Linked DNA regions of Mus musculus: regions 1, 2 and 4 are each linked to region 3. Evidence: chromatin contacts called from public ChIA-PET data. All regions are on one chromosome and are shown on one strand. The core of a region is the stretch at or near the end of the contact, and the rest is flanking DNA. Distances in the headings are between cores, read along the strand shown. Region 1 holds the start of Bicdl1 (BICD family like cargo adaptor 1). Region 2 holds the start of Rplp0 (ribosomal protein, large, P0). Region 3 holds the start of Sppl3 (signal peptide peptidase 3). Region 4 holds the start of Mmab (methylmalonic aciduria (cobalamin deficiency) cblB type homolog (human)).

Region 1 (3,701 bases), core at 184-2,683, 720 kb after region 3:
TGGCTATCTTTTTCTAGGTACCCTCAGTTACCATTCAAGACTCTTTCTGCTTAAGAGCAAAATCCCAATAAACACAGTTGTAGACGATGTTGTTGCATGGAATTAACAGAAATATTACTCATTTGAAAACGTACTTAGGATTATTTATTAACTGGGGTGTGTGTGTAGGCCGGAGGACACGTTGCTAGTGACATCCCACATGGGTTCTGAGGAACCAATTGGGGCAAGTGACCTTACCCACTGAACCATTTTGCCAGGAAACGACCCTCCCACAGGGGTGGGTGAGGGGAAATGTTTTTAGTAGTGGTTAAAAGTAACATACATGCTAAGACCCAGGACACAGGAAAGTACTACTGAGACACACATAGCTACTGAAGCCCAAACTAATCACATGATGAGCCCTGCCTTCTCTGATTTCTGCAATGGAACCACATCCCCTAATCCCTAAGCATTTGAAAGCTATATAAAGCTCCTTTCGAGGCACTTGTTCCCCACAACTCTCTGCCAGAAAGTTAAGACAAGGGCATCCAGAGGCCTTAATGCCCGGACTGGAAAGCTCTGGGCTAACACCCTGATTAGAGATTAACTGCTTCTCCGAACACCTGAAGCATATTTTAAATGCTTCTCGATGTTCTCATTTCTGTGTGCAGATATCGCCTTGGTGCTGTATAAATTAGTCATACTGTAAGCTCTATTTTAGACTCTGTGTACAATACATATATAGAACGGCCCACAACGGTGAGAGACGTGCACGGACTCACATCCGAGCTGGGTGGGAAAGGCAGGTGGGCTCAACGAACGCGCTGATGCTGGTGAAAACTATCCCTCCTGCCTCCCCGTTCTCGATGATCTTCTTCGAGGTAGACTAGGCACGGAAACGGGGAGGACAGGCAGGCACCCCAGCTCCCCACCCATGCCGCCGGAAGGTCCTCACCTCTAGCTTGTCCGTCAGCTCCTTGTGCATCTGCTCGTACTGCCGGCTCATGTCCTGGTTCCTCTCGAGCAGCGCCTTGCCTAGTCGGGCCGCCAACACCAGATCCTTCTCCTTCTGGCGGATCACCGACAGCAGCTCGGGATCCTGGGTAGGCGGCGGCGGCAGCGGCGGCCCGTGCCCCTCAACCGGAGACTCCGGCTCCGCCTGAGGATGCTCGCCGGGCTCGGACGACCGCTCCCCGGCCGCCAGCAACGCCAGCTCCTCCTCTAAGGCCAGTTCCAGTTCCCCGGGACCTCCGGGGAAGGAGACGAGGGCGGCAGCAGTGGCGGGACTCCGGACTGCGTCCCCGGCCCCAGCGGGCAGCTCCATGCAGCAGGCGCTGTCCGGCTCGGCGGGTGCTGAAGCTCGGCCGGCCAAGCCCAGGCAGAAGGCGGACATGGCCCGCGCGCGCCGAGCCCGCAGCGGTGCGGCCCGGCCGGCGCGCGCCAGGCTGCAAGGCGGGGGGTGGGGATGGGGATGGCGGGGGAGGGGCCCCGCCGCGCCGCCCCGCGCTTCGCCTCGCCTTGCGCCGCGGCACGCGCCCCCCGGGTCCCCGCGAGCCCTGGGCGCGGCGCGCGCGGGCGGGCAGGCGGGCGGCCCCTCCCCCGCGCCGGCGACACGCGCCCCCGCCCCCGGGGGGCTCAGCTGCTGGCGCGCGCCCGGGACGCGGACGACGGGGGTGGGCAAGAGCGGCAGAAGGGGAGATTGAAGAGGGGTGGCGGGGTGCGGAGCGGGAGGAGAAGCCGCGCTAAGGATCGCCGCCGCGGCCGGGGTTCAGCCGCCCTGTTGCTGCCGCTGCTGCTTCTGCTGCCGCCGTCGCCGCCGCCGCCGGCCGGCCGGCGCCTCACGGGGAGGGCTGCGCTCCGCTGTCGCTGCGTCGCTCGTTGCTGCTGCTGCCGTCGGCCGCTCCTTGCAGCCGCGCTCCATGTCCCCCGGCTCGGCGGCAGCAGCGGCGGCGACGGCGGCTGCTGCTGCTGCAGGGGCCGAGGCGGCGGCTCGACATCGTTGGCCGCACAGCCCCGGAGCAGTCCTTCCTTCTTGCCTGCCCGGCCCCGCAGCTCACCCGGCCGAGGAACCCGCCCGGCTCGCCCGCCGGGCTCGCTCCTCCGCCCGCCCGCCCCGCGCTTCCGGCCGCGCCCCTCTTCCCCGCCCCGGGGGCCGGCGCCTGACGCGCGCGGGCACCTGTTCGCCGCCGCGCCCGCGCGGGATTCGCCGACGCTCCGCTCGCCTCGGCCGCGCCCAGGTGGCGCCCGCCTAACCCGGACGTGGCCTCACGCGACGCGGGGACGGATGCGCGCGCCGCCCGTGGGGAAGCTCAGCGCGTCCTGAAAGGCCGGAGCCTCTCCCTCCCGTGTGTGTGTGTGGGGGGGGGGGGTGGGGACGGCCACGCCCCCGGCCTGGAGCCACGCCCTCAGCCTCGTTCCCAGCTCTAGGTGTGGCCACGCCCCCTGCGCGCTCACCTAAGGGTGCGGCTCTACGTCCACCACTTCTCCGACTCCTCCTCAGCTTGGCGCTCGGCCACGCCCCCTGCCTCGTTTTCGCCGGGGCCACGCCCCCCGCGCTCGCACCTCTGGGTGTGGCCTCCTCCTCCTCCAGACTCCCACGCTCTCACCCCTGATGGCGCTCTGCAGCGGCACGCGTCCTCTTCCTCGCCTCCGCGGCCCCAGCCCGCAGCCTCTCTTCGGTTTGGGGAGCTGGCGGGAGCCCCATTTGGATTGGGTCTTGTGGTGGGGTATCCTAGCTGGTCTGTGGTCCGAGGGGGCTGCGGACAATTATGTGAGTCAGGGAGCCAGGCGGAGAGCCATTTGCAGTGCGGGATTTCTATCTGAACCCCTGCAAGAGCTAAGCAGTCGGGAGAGGGAGCCCTCGAGAAAAGGAGGCGGAGGAATGACTTGGAGAACCCAGCATCTTCATACTGATGACTCAGGGATATGAGAGAAAAGGGTTTGTGGAGAAATAACGGGAGAAAACAAAAATCCTGCTTCTAGATGGGGGATACAAAGCACAGACATTCCCCAGTAATAACTACCTGAGCCATGTCCAGCTTTTTCTTTGTTAGTTTTATATGCGTTATCTTAATCTCACAAGGGTTTTATAAGGTGTTGTCCTTCTTGCTGTTTATACATGGGAAGAAACTCAGACTCTAGACTTGGGTTCTGCCAGGCTGACTCTGGGATTCCCATTAAATTATTATTCTTTCTTAACATGTGACCCCCATCTGGGGGAAGATAAGCAGTGATTTACAAAGACGATGGGTCGACTCAGTACACTTTCCTGCGATGAGGAAAGAATGACGCTACAGGGTGACTGCGGGTCTCTTCTTTCTTTGATCGAGGTGGTATTTCGGGAGCCAGAACTGGTCTTTATTGTTTGCTTTTCCTGTTTAGCCACAACCTCTTTTTTTTAAAGTGAGGTCATACTTTACCTCTTTTTATCCTGGTGAAATGGAAATTTTAGGACACCCAGAAGTTGAGACGTTTCTCTTTGAGTTTTTGTTTGTTTTTTTTTATTAAATTCAGAGCCTAAACAATTACCTTGTATGACAATCCACTCCAGGACCCAAGGCAAGAATCCAAAAGTTCTCCAGCCTCGGGGCTGGCTTGGGGGGAAAGACAGGTGAAGTGTTATCACGTCAGATCTTAGAGCTAAAATAGGCACTCAGGCGCAGTACCATTGAAGCAAGGGACTATACCAGCACATTTTATTATGCCCTGCCACACATACCTTG
Region 2 (3,469 bases), core at 84-2,583, 550 kb after region 3:
ATATATATATATATATATTATATATATATATATATATATATATATATATATGTGAAGAAGCTAGTTTTATGTATCGATTTTCTCCCGTATCCCTGGAAGGGAAAGCAAACGGTCAATAAAGTGGAAGTGCTTTTTAAGACAACACAGCAAGCGGCAGAACAAAGTTATGGATCCGGGTCTCATCTGGCCGCATGCCCTGCGTTTTGCCTGCTCAACAAATACTTATCTGCCCACTGTCTGGCAGGCACAGAATAAAATCTCTGCCCTGTGGAGCTTACCTTCCTGCAGGGAGAGGCTGACAAGCAGAATGTGGTGAATTATACAGCGAGTTAGATGGTGTAAGTGCTGCAGGAGAAGGTGGGAGAGTAAGGGAGAGTAGGTTTGGTTTTGCCCCCGCCCTTAAAATTTGAAATCAAGAATCAGGGCAGGTCTCCTTGAGTAGATAGCATTTGCAGCAAGATGTGGGGGAGGTGAGTTTCTCTGACCGAAGCTGGCCAGCACCATTCAAAAAGCTGTGAAGCCGGTGGTGGTGGCGCACACCTTTAATCCCAGCACTTGGGAGGCAGAGGCAGGCGGATTTCTGAGTTCAAGGCCAGCCTGGTCTACAAAGTGAGTTCCAGGACATCCAGGGCTATACAGAGAAACCCTGTCTCGAAAAACCAAAACCAAAACCAAAAAAAAAAAAAGGCATACTCTTGAAGGGGATAAAAGGGCAAAGGGATCAGGCGAGAGGCAAACACATCAGTAGGAAAGCAAGAAAACAGATTGCGACAGTGGAAACAGTCGTGTGGGACCTTGAGAATAGTCTACGTTTTAGGCGTTTACTCAGAGAAAACGGCAATCTTTGATTAACTTTGTGCGGGTGAAGATGTAGGTTTTGAAAGGAAGAACAAAACGGGCAGTGGTGGCGCACGCCTTTAATCCCAGCACTTGGGAGGCAGAGGCAGGCAGATTTCTGAGTTTGAGGCCAGCCTGGTCTACAAAGTGAGTTCCAGGACAGCCAGGATATACAGAAAAACCTAAAAAAATAAAAAATAAATAAATTAAAAGAAAGAAAAAAGAATGGAAGAACAAGAGGAGACTAGAGCATCAGCTAGGGTTTCGCAGAAAGTTGTTTTGCTGTACTGACTCGGTGACGCTGCAGGGCGGCTCCGACCCAGCAGAGGGCAGCAGGTCTGAAAGCGCGCCTCCTGCGGCCGGGTGCTGTCTTTACTTTCCCGACTTGCTGGAGTGGCAGCGGTCTCAGCCAATAGACGCGCATGTTTATTGAGTGAGGCAGGACAGTCGATGGAACCAGCCAATAGGCATGGACGACGTCGTCTTCGGGTTTCGAGGACCGCCTGGTTCTCCTATAAAAGGCACACGCGGGCATGCGGCCCGTCTCTCGCCAGGCGTCCTCGTTGGAGGTTGGGGGGTTGTTTTGTTGTGGGAGGGCGGCAAGAGCGCGGGGACGTTGCGGGTGGGAGCGATGGGCTCGGGAAGGATCGCGGCCGGGCTCTGCCCGTCCGGTCTACCGCCTGGCTTGTCGGATCGCCCGCGCTGCTGGCGGCCGCAGCCCGGGGCCCAGCTCTGGCGTGGCCGGCTTGGCCTAGGCCTGGGATCGGGGCCGGTGTTGGGGTTACCGGGCTCAAGCTGCCCCCTCTCTCTCCCCAGTGACATCGTCTTTAAACCCCGCGTGGCAATCCCTGACGCACCGCCGTGATGCCCAGGGAAGACAGGGCGACCTGGAAGTCCAACTACTTCCTCAAGATCATCGTAAGTGTGGAGCGGGCCGGGGACGCGCGGCTTCCGCCTCCGGGTCTTCCCGGGGCGGTCGTTGGCCACGCGCTTTAACAGAGTTTGGGCATCCTGGGGAAGTTCTGTAGTCTTGGGATCTCCCCCCCCCCCCCCCGCGTTCCAGAACTAGCTCGCTCACCCAGTTTTTCATCTCGTCGAGCCCTTCGCGTTTGTGCAAAGGGCTGAGACTGGAGTGATTCATCTTGTTGCCCATCTGAGACCTGCCAGTCAGGCTGCTGTTGAGTGACTTAATTACAAAAGGCCTTTGAGGTGGCTTTGAACCAGAGCTACCAGACTTTGTAGGTACCAGTCTGTTTTAGTTAACTTTTCTTTTTTTTTTCCGAGACAGAGACAAAGATTTTTGGGTCTGGTAGTACCTTTTATATTTCACAACCTAAGATCCCCCGACCTCTCTATAATTTGTTTTCTGTGCTTTTTAAGTCTGTCTCTTCCCTGATCAGAGTCACTTTGGTCACCCAGGCACGCCTTATTTAAAAAGTAAAGCTTAAGATTTACTTGAGGCAAGTCTTCCCCCTATAGCTCTGGCTGGCCTCGGATTAGCAATTAAGCCTTACCTGTCTTTACAGGTGTGGCACCACACCCAGCTAAAAGTTAATTTTTGGCTGTGACAGTAATTTTGTGATACTCGTAACCAGCAAGGAAGCTGGATCAGATAAAGACAGACGTTGGGCTCGGGTGGCTGGCTCCTAGCGAGAAGTGTCACACCTAGGGTGAAGCAATGGGGAGGTAGAGGTAGCAGGGTTTCGGGTTTTGCTGGGTATTTTTTGTTTGTTTTCCTCTCAATGTAGTTTTTCCTGGCTTCCTTCATAGCAACTTTTGGATGATTATCCAAAATGCTTCATTGTGGGAGCAGACAACGTGGGCTCCAAGCAGATGCAGCAGATCCGCATGTCGCTCCGAGGGAAGGCCGTGGTGCTGATGGGCAAGAACACCATGATGCGCAAGGCTATCAGGGGCCACCTGGAGAACAACCCAGCTCTGGAGAAACTGCTGCCTCACATCCGGGGGAACGTGGGCTTCGTGTTCACCAAGGAGGACCTCACTGAGATTCGGGATATGCTGTTGGCCAATAAGGTAAGGGGCTGGGACGATGAATGAGGATTTGGCCATTTCGGGGCTTTCACCGATGGAGAGGCATTTCACCGTCGACTACCTCTGTTCTGTTTAGGTGCCAGCTGCTGCTCGGGCTGGTGCCATCGCCCCGTGTGAGGTCACTGTGCCAGCTCAGAACACTGGTCTAGGACCCGAGAAGACCTCCTTCTTCCAGGCTTTGGGCATCACCACGAAAATCTCCAGAGGCACCATTGAAATTCTGGTGAGTAGATGGCCTGCAGTGGTCGGTCCTTTGGGCTGGGCCTCCTGTGTGTCCAGATGATAACTGTCCTGCTGTTCTCTTCCTCAGAGTGATGTGCAGCTGATAAAGACTGGAGACAAGGTGGGAGCCAGCGAGGCCACACTGCTGAACATGCTGAACATCTCCCCCTTCTCCTTCGGGCTGATCATCCAGCAGGTGTTTGACAACGGCAGCATTTATAACCCTGAAGTGCTCGACATCACAGAGCAGGCCCTGCACTCTCGCTTTCTGGAGGTATGTCTGCCCAGCTCCTTCCTCCCATGCTGAGTGTGACAACAGATTCGTGCTGGCATCTTCAGTTGTTCCATCTTCTCATCT
Region 3 (3,501 bases), core at 962-3,461:
GTGAACTTGGCCTTTTCACGAAAGGCTTCCTTTCCCCCTGGAGAACAAGCAAACAGAACCTGTATATAGGGCAGTGGCCAACTGACCTCTCCGGTGACAGAGTCAGGGTGTGGCATTCCCTGTAAGCCTGGGCAGGCCCTGGGAAACTAAAAGAGTCAGAGCCTGGCTTAATGATGGGCGAGCCGGAGAGGATCCTGAATGGGCAGGTACTGGAGACTTGCTCTGCAAAGGGAGAAAGAGATAGGGTTTCTGGGAAGCGTACTGTGTTCGTTAGCCAAGCATGGCCCCCAAACCTCATCTTTCCATTCACAAGCATAGTGACTGAGCGGGAGGCCTAGGGAGGCCTTCAGAGCATGGTCTCCACCCATCATTTTAGTGTCTTTGTCCAACAACCTGTGGCATAAACTGTTCATTCCTGCCTGGTTCCAAGCTCAGCCCAGAAATTCCCATTACTGGGTCTTGCTCTCTGCCGCTCTCTTGGCAAAATGATTTTTCTGTTGGTAAGCCTCTTGTGGTCTGAGGATGTCTCACTCCTGCCTGAGAAAATGTTCTCCAATGCCTTTGGGGAGGGGGTTCAGTTCATTGTACCATCCTGTCTTTACCTCAGGCCTACGTTCCTGAGGTTGGTCTCTGGTCCACCACAGCTTTCTTTCTTCTTCTTCTTTCTTTCTTCTTTCAAGATTTCATTAGCTCAGGCTGGCTTTAAACTTTGTGCCAAAGTCTGTAAGTCAAATTCTCTGCATATCTGAGGATGACCTTGATCTATTGCTCAGTATACACCCCTCCCCCCAAGGCCCACCTACTACAGTTCTGGGAGTACAGTGTCTCGTGGTCTAGTTTTGTTGCTTTAAAAATCCTCCACGTGTCCCTTCAGCCTGATAACCAGTGAACTTTTTGCTGTTTCCATAGTCATTTTTCCAGAATGTCATGTGGTCAGAAACATACACTGTGTAGCTTAAATATGTTTCCTCATCTCTTGCTATATGCTTCTTCACGTTTCTCCCTGTCTTTCATTAACTCATTATAGAGTCTCTCTATGTATTCTTGGCTGGCCTGGAACTCACTATGTAGACCAGGCTGGCCGCAAACTCTTAGAGATCTGCCTGCCTTTGCTGGGATTAAAGGCACGCACCACTAGGCCTGGGTTTTTAAATTTTTTTTCCTAACACATGGTCACACACAACGCTCTAACAACTGAGTTATGCCCATTCACCCTATCAAAGTAGCCTGCACCCTTCCTTTAGTCTCTATTAATTGCTCTCCATTATTAATAGCCCCATGACTCTGAAATAATCTTCGTGCTTTAGCCAGCTCGAACCACCTATGTCTCTTCCCTGAGAATATGCATGTAAGGACAAGGGCCTAGGTGAAGGCGCTGACGCCTAGCTGGCACCCAACAAGGACCCCGCTGATCGCTTCTATGAAGACGAGCATGGTAGCATTTGACTTGGCACCAGGCGCCGCGAAGGGACGTTTGCAGAAACCAAGGAGGGGGACCGCGCAGCGCGGGAACCCGAATGCAGCGCTCTGTCCGCATTTTGACAGTTGACTGGCAGCTGAGGACCCAGGGACAGCCGACGGTGGATGATGGAAGGTTGACAGCTGAGTGGCAGTCAACCGCCGCGCACCGGGGAGGACCACTGCGCGCCCAAGGGGCCTAGCGCGCGGCGGCCGCTGCAGCTAACCGTAGCCCCGAGCCGACCTGGGCTGAGCGCTCCGCGCATGGGCAGCGCGCGCGAGGGGGCGGGGCGCCGGGGTCACGTGAGCGTGTTTTGGGCACGTGACCAGCGGCCCGGGCTCGCCCCCGCCCGCTCGCTCGCTCCCTCCTCCCTCGGCGGGCGGGTGTGCTTCGAGCGGCCTCGCCTCACCGCCTAGCGCCCCCCTCAGCCGTTGCTGCCGCCGCTGCCGCCGCCGCCGCCGGCCATGTCCCCCGGCCGCCGCCGCCGCCGCCCGAGCGCGGCGCTCCCGCGGCCCGGCGCGCACTGAGCGCGGGCCCGAGCCACCGTTTCGGGGCCCTTGTTCTCCGCGCCGCCGCCGCCGCCGCCATGTTGGGTTTGGAGCCGCAGCGGAGCCGCCGCCGCCGCCGCGGCTGACGAGGCCGAGCGCGGAGCCCGGGGCCCGCGCCCGCTCCGGGGCCCAGGGAGCGGGGCCCGTCGGAGTCTGTCGGAGCCCGACTGCCTGTCCTCCGTGCGAGCGAGTGAAGGAGCGAGCCGCCGGGGCCCCCGGCCGCGCCCTCTGCCGCCGGCCGAGCGAGCCGCGGAGCCCCCGAGAGGCAGCACCATGGCGGAACAGACCTATTCGTGGTGAGTGCGGGCTTTTGGGGACGAGGAGGCCGGGCCGGGCCGGGCCGCAGGTGCTCGCGGGGCTCGGGGTGCGGGCCGCTGGGCGTCCTCCGAGCCCGGGGGAGGGGCGGTCATTCGAGCCGCGCAGCGGAACCGACTGGCGCGGGTGCTGGCGGGCCAGGGGGGAAGCTGGAGAAGGGTGGGCAGAGAACGGGCCCGGGCGAAGGTGTACCCCACTCTCGGCGAGAACAGGTGGTAAGAGGCACAACTTGCAAGTAGTGAGGGCGGGAGCGACCGCTTCCGCGGTGGGCAGAGGCCCTGCGGCCCCGTGATCGAGCCCTGGCACAGCGGAGAGGGGGAGTCTTGTTCCAGGATGGCCACATTCTGTAAAGGAAGTCGTCGGTAGCAGCGGGGTCATGGGTAGTCTTTGTAAAGGGGTTGGTACTCTGCTCTGGGGATTCGAAGAGTGCTGGCCGGTGTTCTGGGGGTGGAGGGCTCGATCACGGGAATGTGTGTGTGTGTCCGTCCAGGTTGAGTCCCCCTGCCTGTGGGACTTTTTTTAGCAGCGTGTTTAGGGCTGAGGCACACACACTTGTGATTTACAGGGGGGAGGTGACAGATGCGTCCAAGTTTGGGGGGAAAGAGGTGAGAAGGGCAGAGGCGTGGAGTGTTTGCCGCGGAAGGAGGTTGGTTGTACCGGGGGCGAGTGGGAATGGTGTAGTTGAGCTGTGGCTTGAGGGTGAGAAAACAGGAGATGGGTGGGTTGGTGGTAGGTACCGGGCGGGCGGGGAACCTGGTCGCTGCAGCCTAAGAGATCGGAGATGGTTTCAAGCACTTGTGGCTTGGTACCAGAACTGTCGACTTTTCCGAAGAGTGGGGTTGAAGGTCCGCTTCGTTTTGTAATTGGAAAAGTGAGTTAGTTCTTCATTCCTGGACCCTAAACCTTTAAGTACCAGAATTGCCTTTTCCCTAACCTGTACAGATTGTGTGGCTACCTTCGGAAAAGTGAGTTAGTTCTTCATTCCTTGACCCTAAACCTTTAAGTACCAGAATTGCCTTTTCCCTAACCTGTACAGATTGTGTGGCTACCTTCCCAAAGCACGGGGCAAACTGTCAAGTGTTGGGAGCGTAAGTGAGCTGTAACTACCATAGGGAGACAGTAAAAGAGCCGGGTTATACACGAAAACAAGGGATGGTTATGCTAAGTCGGGAGCTCACT
Region 4 (3,709 bases), core at 109-2,608, 570 kb before region 3:
CTTGTTTTGAACACTTGAACAGTGCACCTTTCTTGTGGCTTCACACTTATGATGTATATTCAGACCCGTCACATGGCTACAGCGTGGCCTACCTTTGTCTCCCGTCTTGGTGTAAATCTTGGGGATCTTGGCTGCCGTCGAGGACGGCTGCAGCCTGATGAGAAACAGACACAAAGGCGTGGTAAGTGGGAACGGCTGCGCCTCGGGGAGTGACGCCCAGCTTTCAGTCTGCAACCTCAGGGGCAGCACTTCTCTGCCTCTGGGATGGCAATCTCCCGTCAGCCATTTCCCCGCTGCCCCTTCCTGACAGCTTCCTGTCCCTGTCTCTACCTGTACAGCAGCTGCTGTAGCATACTGCTCAATAAAGATTCTTGGCAAATACTGGCAGGAAGGACTAACTGGTCACTCCATGTAGCCCTAGCTCCACAGTGGGCTAAAGCCGCTAGCTCCTGGAACTGCCCTTCAGCTTCTCCCACACTCCCAAAGTTAGCCATACGCTTCTCCGTTGAGGAAACTGGAGCCCACAAAGATTCAACTTCCTAGATCTCCAGGAAGAGACTGGGCTGGGATTCATGCCCAAAACCCTTCTACTGTAAGCCTGACCTGGTCCATTACCCTCCCCAAACTCTTGTCTCTTCTAACCCCAACACAGAAGTTAGCACTTCTGGGGGAAAGAAAACTAGGCCACTTGCACTTTTCTAAGATTTTTCAGTGTCAAGGAAAAAAAAAAATACACTGTCAAAATGGAATTTCAAAAATGCTATTTTAACTTAATTTTTTTTTTTTTGAGGACTGCGAATGAACCCCGACTCTGCCATTTTCAACTAGCAGTGCATAACTTAAAATTAAAATGTGAATTCACAAAATTATTTCAAAGTCAGAGGACTGGACAGGGAACGCTGATCATGAGGTCATGGTAGTCTGCAAGTCCCTATGCAAGTTTCTAAGTGTTACCATGTCTTCCTGGTGTCTTAATCCTAATCCAAACAAACTGCTTGGGGAGGCCGGACAAAACCCACAAGAGCATGCCCCTGCCCTGACTGACCACAGCTAGACTCCGTTAGAACTTGGGGAGGAAATCCTGGCCTCTGACGCCATGACGAGCCCAGTGACGTCAGGCCACATAGAGCACGTCATCGGTGTGATGTACCCACGGAAACAACCGTTCCTCCTCCGTGTTGAGTTACTCTCCAGGCCTGAAACTCACCTGTCCCCGTCTTCCCCGCCCTGAGGGCCACGGCTCTGGAAACGGGGACACAGCAGTCTGCAGGCGCTGAGACGCCCGCGCAGGCCGAGGCGACCCCCAAAGAGCCACACAGCCATGCGCACGGTAACGCATCCAAGACTGACCCGGCTAGGCACCCGTCCAGGCCCGGGGATGACTCCGCCCCGCAGCCGGCCGCGCCACCTCTCAATCGCTGTTTCCTATTGGCCTGGGGCACTCGCACCAGGGCGGGGCACTCCCCAGCTCTTGATTCCCATTGGATTACTTGTAGAAAGAGGCGAGGCAATTTCGGCTTGCTTGAAGTTCCCATTGGTTAATGTTTGACCCAATCTGTAAAGGAGCCCTTAGCTCCAGCTCTCTGATTGGCCTCAGGAAGACACACCCGCCTCCTTGGAACTCTCCCATCTGATATGGAGAAGACCGGGAGCTGCGGCCCGGGTTTCAGCTCACTTGGGCGCTGGCCGGGGCAGGTGAGAAGCCTGGGCTGCGGGATGGGCGGCGTGAGGACCGGGTCCCGGACACCCCGGGCCGGGCGCCGCGGTTCTCTGCCTTCGTGTCCTCGATCTGAGCGCTCGGCGACCTCAGATCGGACAGTTTCCCCTAGACTAGGGTCCCGTAGACTGGGCTACTTAGTGTGCAGTGGGGTGGCCAGTGAAGCCTTGAACCCGGGTGATTTTTGCATTATTTATAACAACGTAAAAATGCATGCACCCATAAATCCAGCAAAACCACTCTGTGACATGACTCTTGCCTTGCAGAAGTTCTTGTTTGAACGTGCAACACAGGGCGTTAACAGGTGAGTCCCGGCAGCCGCGTTTGTGATTGTGACAGGTTGGTTGTGGTCTTGAGGTCCGGGAAGGATTCTTTCTCCTGCAAGATTTTATCTAAACCTCGCGTTCCCACACGCATCAAACACATGGCCGTCCTCAGAGTAGGCAAGCAGTCCATGCCTGAGCTCATGTCAGTTTCTACTGGCAACAGCAGTGGTAATAAACTCTGGAGCTGAGAACCTGTCAGTGCCGAGTAGCTCAGTATAGTCAAGAGGCCACTTTGCCAGACAGACAGGCCTTGCTGCTGGTAGTCCTTTGAGTCAGCCTCCAGTATTGCCTCTATTATCTGATATATGGGAAACAGATTCATGGCATAAGACATTCTGGGGACGGAAGAGCTGTGGTCTGAACCCAGATTTTTTTTTTCCCATTGTCCACCTGACTGGCTCACTGCACTGTCATCCTGGAACATAGCTCTGGATGGTAGTTCTGGATGGAGTTTCTCTACATGCTCCTGGCTGTCCTGGAATTCACTCTGTAGACCAGGCTTGCCTCGTACACCCAGAGATCCACCTGCCTCTGCCTCCACAGTGCTGGGATGAAAGATGTTCACCTCCAAGCCCAGCCTTCCTGGTGTTTGTAACTAACATCTAGGGAACTTTGTTTCTCTCTCTCTCTCTCTCTCTCTCTCTCTCTCTCTCTCTCTCTCTCTCTTTCCTTGCAGAAGTCTCAGAAGCCATGTTGTCAGAAGCCCTGCTGGTGTCCGCCCCGGGGAAGGTCATCCTCCATGGAGAACACGCTGTGGTCCATGGCAAGGTAAAAAGTCCCCAGGGAGCTGGGCAGTGGTGGCGCATGCCTTTAATCCCAGTTCTGAATTTGAGACCAGCCTGGTCTACAGAGTGAGTTCCAGAACAGCCAGGGCTACACAGAGAAACCCTGTCTCGAAAAAACAAACAAACCAAAAAAAGTTCCCAGGGACTTGAACGATGGGGTACCATGTCTCTCAGACCCTGGATTGGAAGACGGTAAAAGAAAGGCCTAGGGTGTTCACTGGATGAGTATCTCCAGCCGGACGAACCTTAAGCTGGCCCCACTAAGTACAATAGCTGAGGATGGTTGATAAAACCTACAGGTTGGGTTGGAATCACCCAGGAAGTGAGTGTTGGAGGGGAAAGGGATTGAAGGGCTGGGCTTTGGACATTCCAGTGTTGAGGAATTGGAAAGATGGTCTGGTAGAAGTGTTGTGCACACGCATTATCTCATTTAACCCTCAGATCTAACCCACGGCTACGATGTGTAATCTTCTATTTTACAGGTAAAGCTGAGGCTTTTTTTTTTTTTTCCGAGACAGCGCTTCTCATTATCTTACACTCTAAGAGTTGGGATAGGGAAGGAGTGAAGGCCAGTAAATCCTGTCTCCACCTTCAGAGCATACGGTCGCTGGTCCCCAAGCCGCTCACCCTCAGGCTTACTGCTTTTGCCCTTTATTCTACAGGTCGCTCTGGCAGCGGCCTTGAACTTGAGAACTTTCCTCCTGCTGCGACCGCAGAGCAATGGGAAAGTGAGCGTCAATTTACCCAACATCGGTATTAAGCAGGTGTGGGATGTGGGCATGCTTCAGCGACTGGACACGAGCTTTCTTGGTGAGTACAAAGAGTGGGGAGCCGGGTGTAGCAAGAGGCTGGCCCCTGAAGAAAGTTGGGGGTGTGTGTGA

The links. ChIA-PET counts read pairs in DNA pulled down with a chosen protein or histone mark.
Region 1: an RNA polymerase II ChIA-PET map of memory CD8 T cells shows a contact between it and region 3, with 5 read pairs. The contact joins the promoter of Bicdl1 here to the promoter of Sppl3 in region 3.
Region 2: an RNA polymerase II ChIA-PET map of memory CD8 T cells shows a contact between it and region 3, with 8 read pairs. The contact joins the promoter of Rplp0 here to the promoter of Sppl3 in region 3.
Region 4: an RNA polymerase II ChIA-PET map of memory CD8 T cells shows a contact between it and region 3, with 7 read pairs. The contact joins the promoter of Mmab here to the promoter of Sppl3 in region 3. A contact is called at or near these places in 3 of 115 datasets of contacts at active chromatin or transcription factors (large pre-B cells, memory CD8 T cells and pancreatic cancer cells).

What each region holds. Positions count from the first base shown.
Region 1 is chr5:115,730,188-115,733,888 of GRCm38.p6, forward strand. Bicdl1 (BICD family like cargo adaptor 1) reads right to left here and starts at 1,434. Exons shown (of 9, transcript NM_001080808.2): 1 at 935-1,434. The coding sequence starts at 1,372.
Region 2 is chr5:115,558,134-115,561,602 of GRCm38.p6, forward strand. Rplp0 (ribosomal protein, large, P0) reads left to right here and starts at 1,334. Exons shown (of 7, transcript NM_007475.5): 1 at 1,334-1,406; 2 at 1,654-1,755; 3 at 2,608-2,871; 4 at 2,966-3,112; 5 at 3,200-3,385. The coding sequence starts at 1,702.
Region 3 is chr5:115,009,313-115,012,813 of GRCm38.p6, forward strand. It overlaps Sppl3 (signal peptide peptidase 3), which reads left to right and starts at 2,212. Exons shown (of 11, transcript NM_029012.2): 1 at 2,212-2,303. The coding sequence starts at 2,281.
Region 4 is chr5:114,442,669-114,446,377 of GRCm38.p6, forward strand. It overlaps Mmab (methylmalonic aciduria (cobalamin deficiency) cblB type homolog (human)), which reads right to left and starts at 1,359. Exons shown (of 9, transcript NM_029956.4): 1 at 1,208-1,359; 2 at 93-154. The coding sequence starts at 1,323. Mvk (mevalonate kinase) reads left to right here and starts at 1,601. Exons shown (of 11, transcript NM_023556.3): 1 at 1,601-1,695; 2 at 2,720-2,811; 3 at 3,491-3,638. The coding sequence starts at 2,734.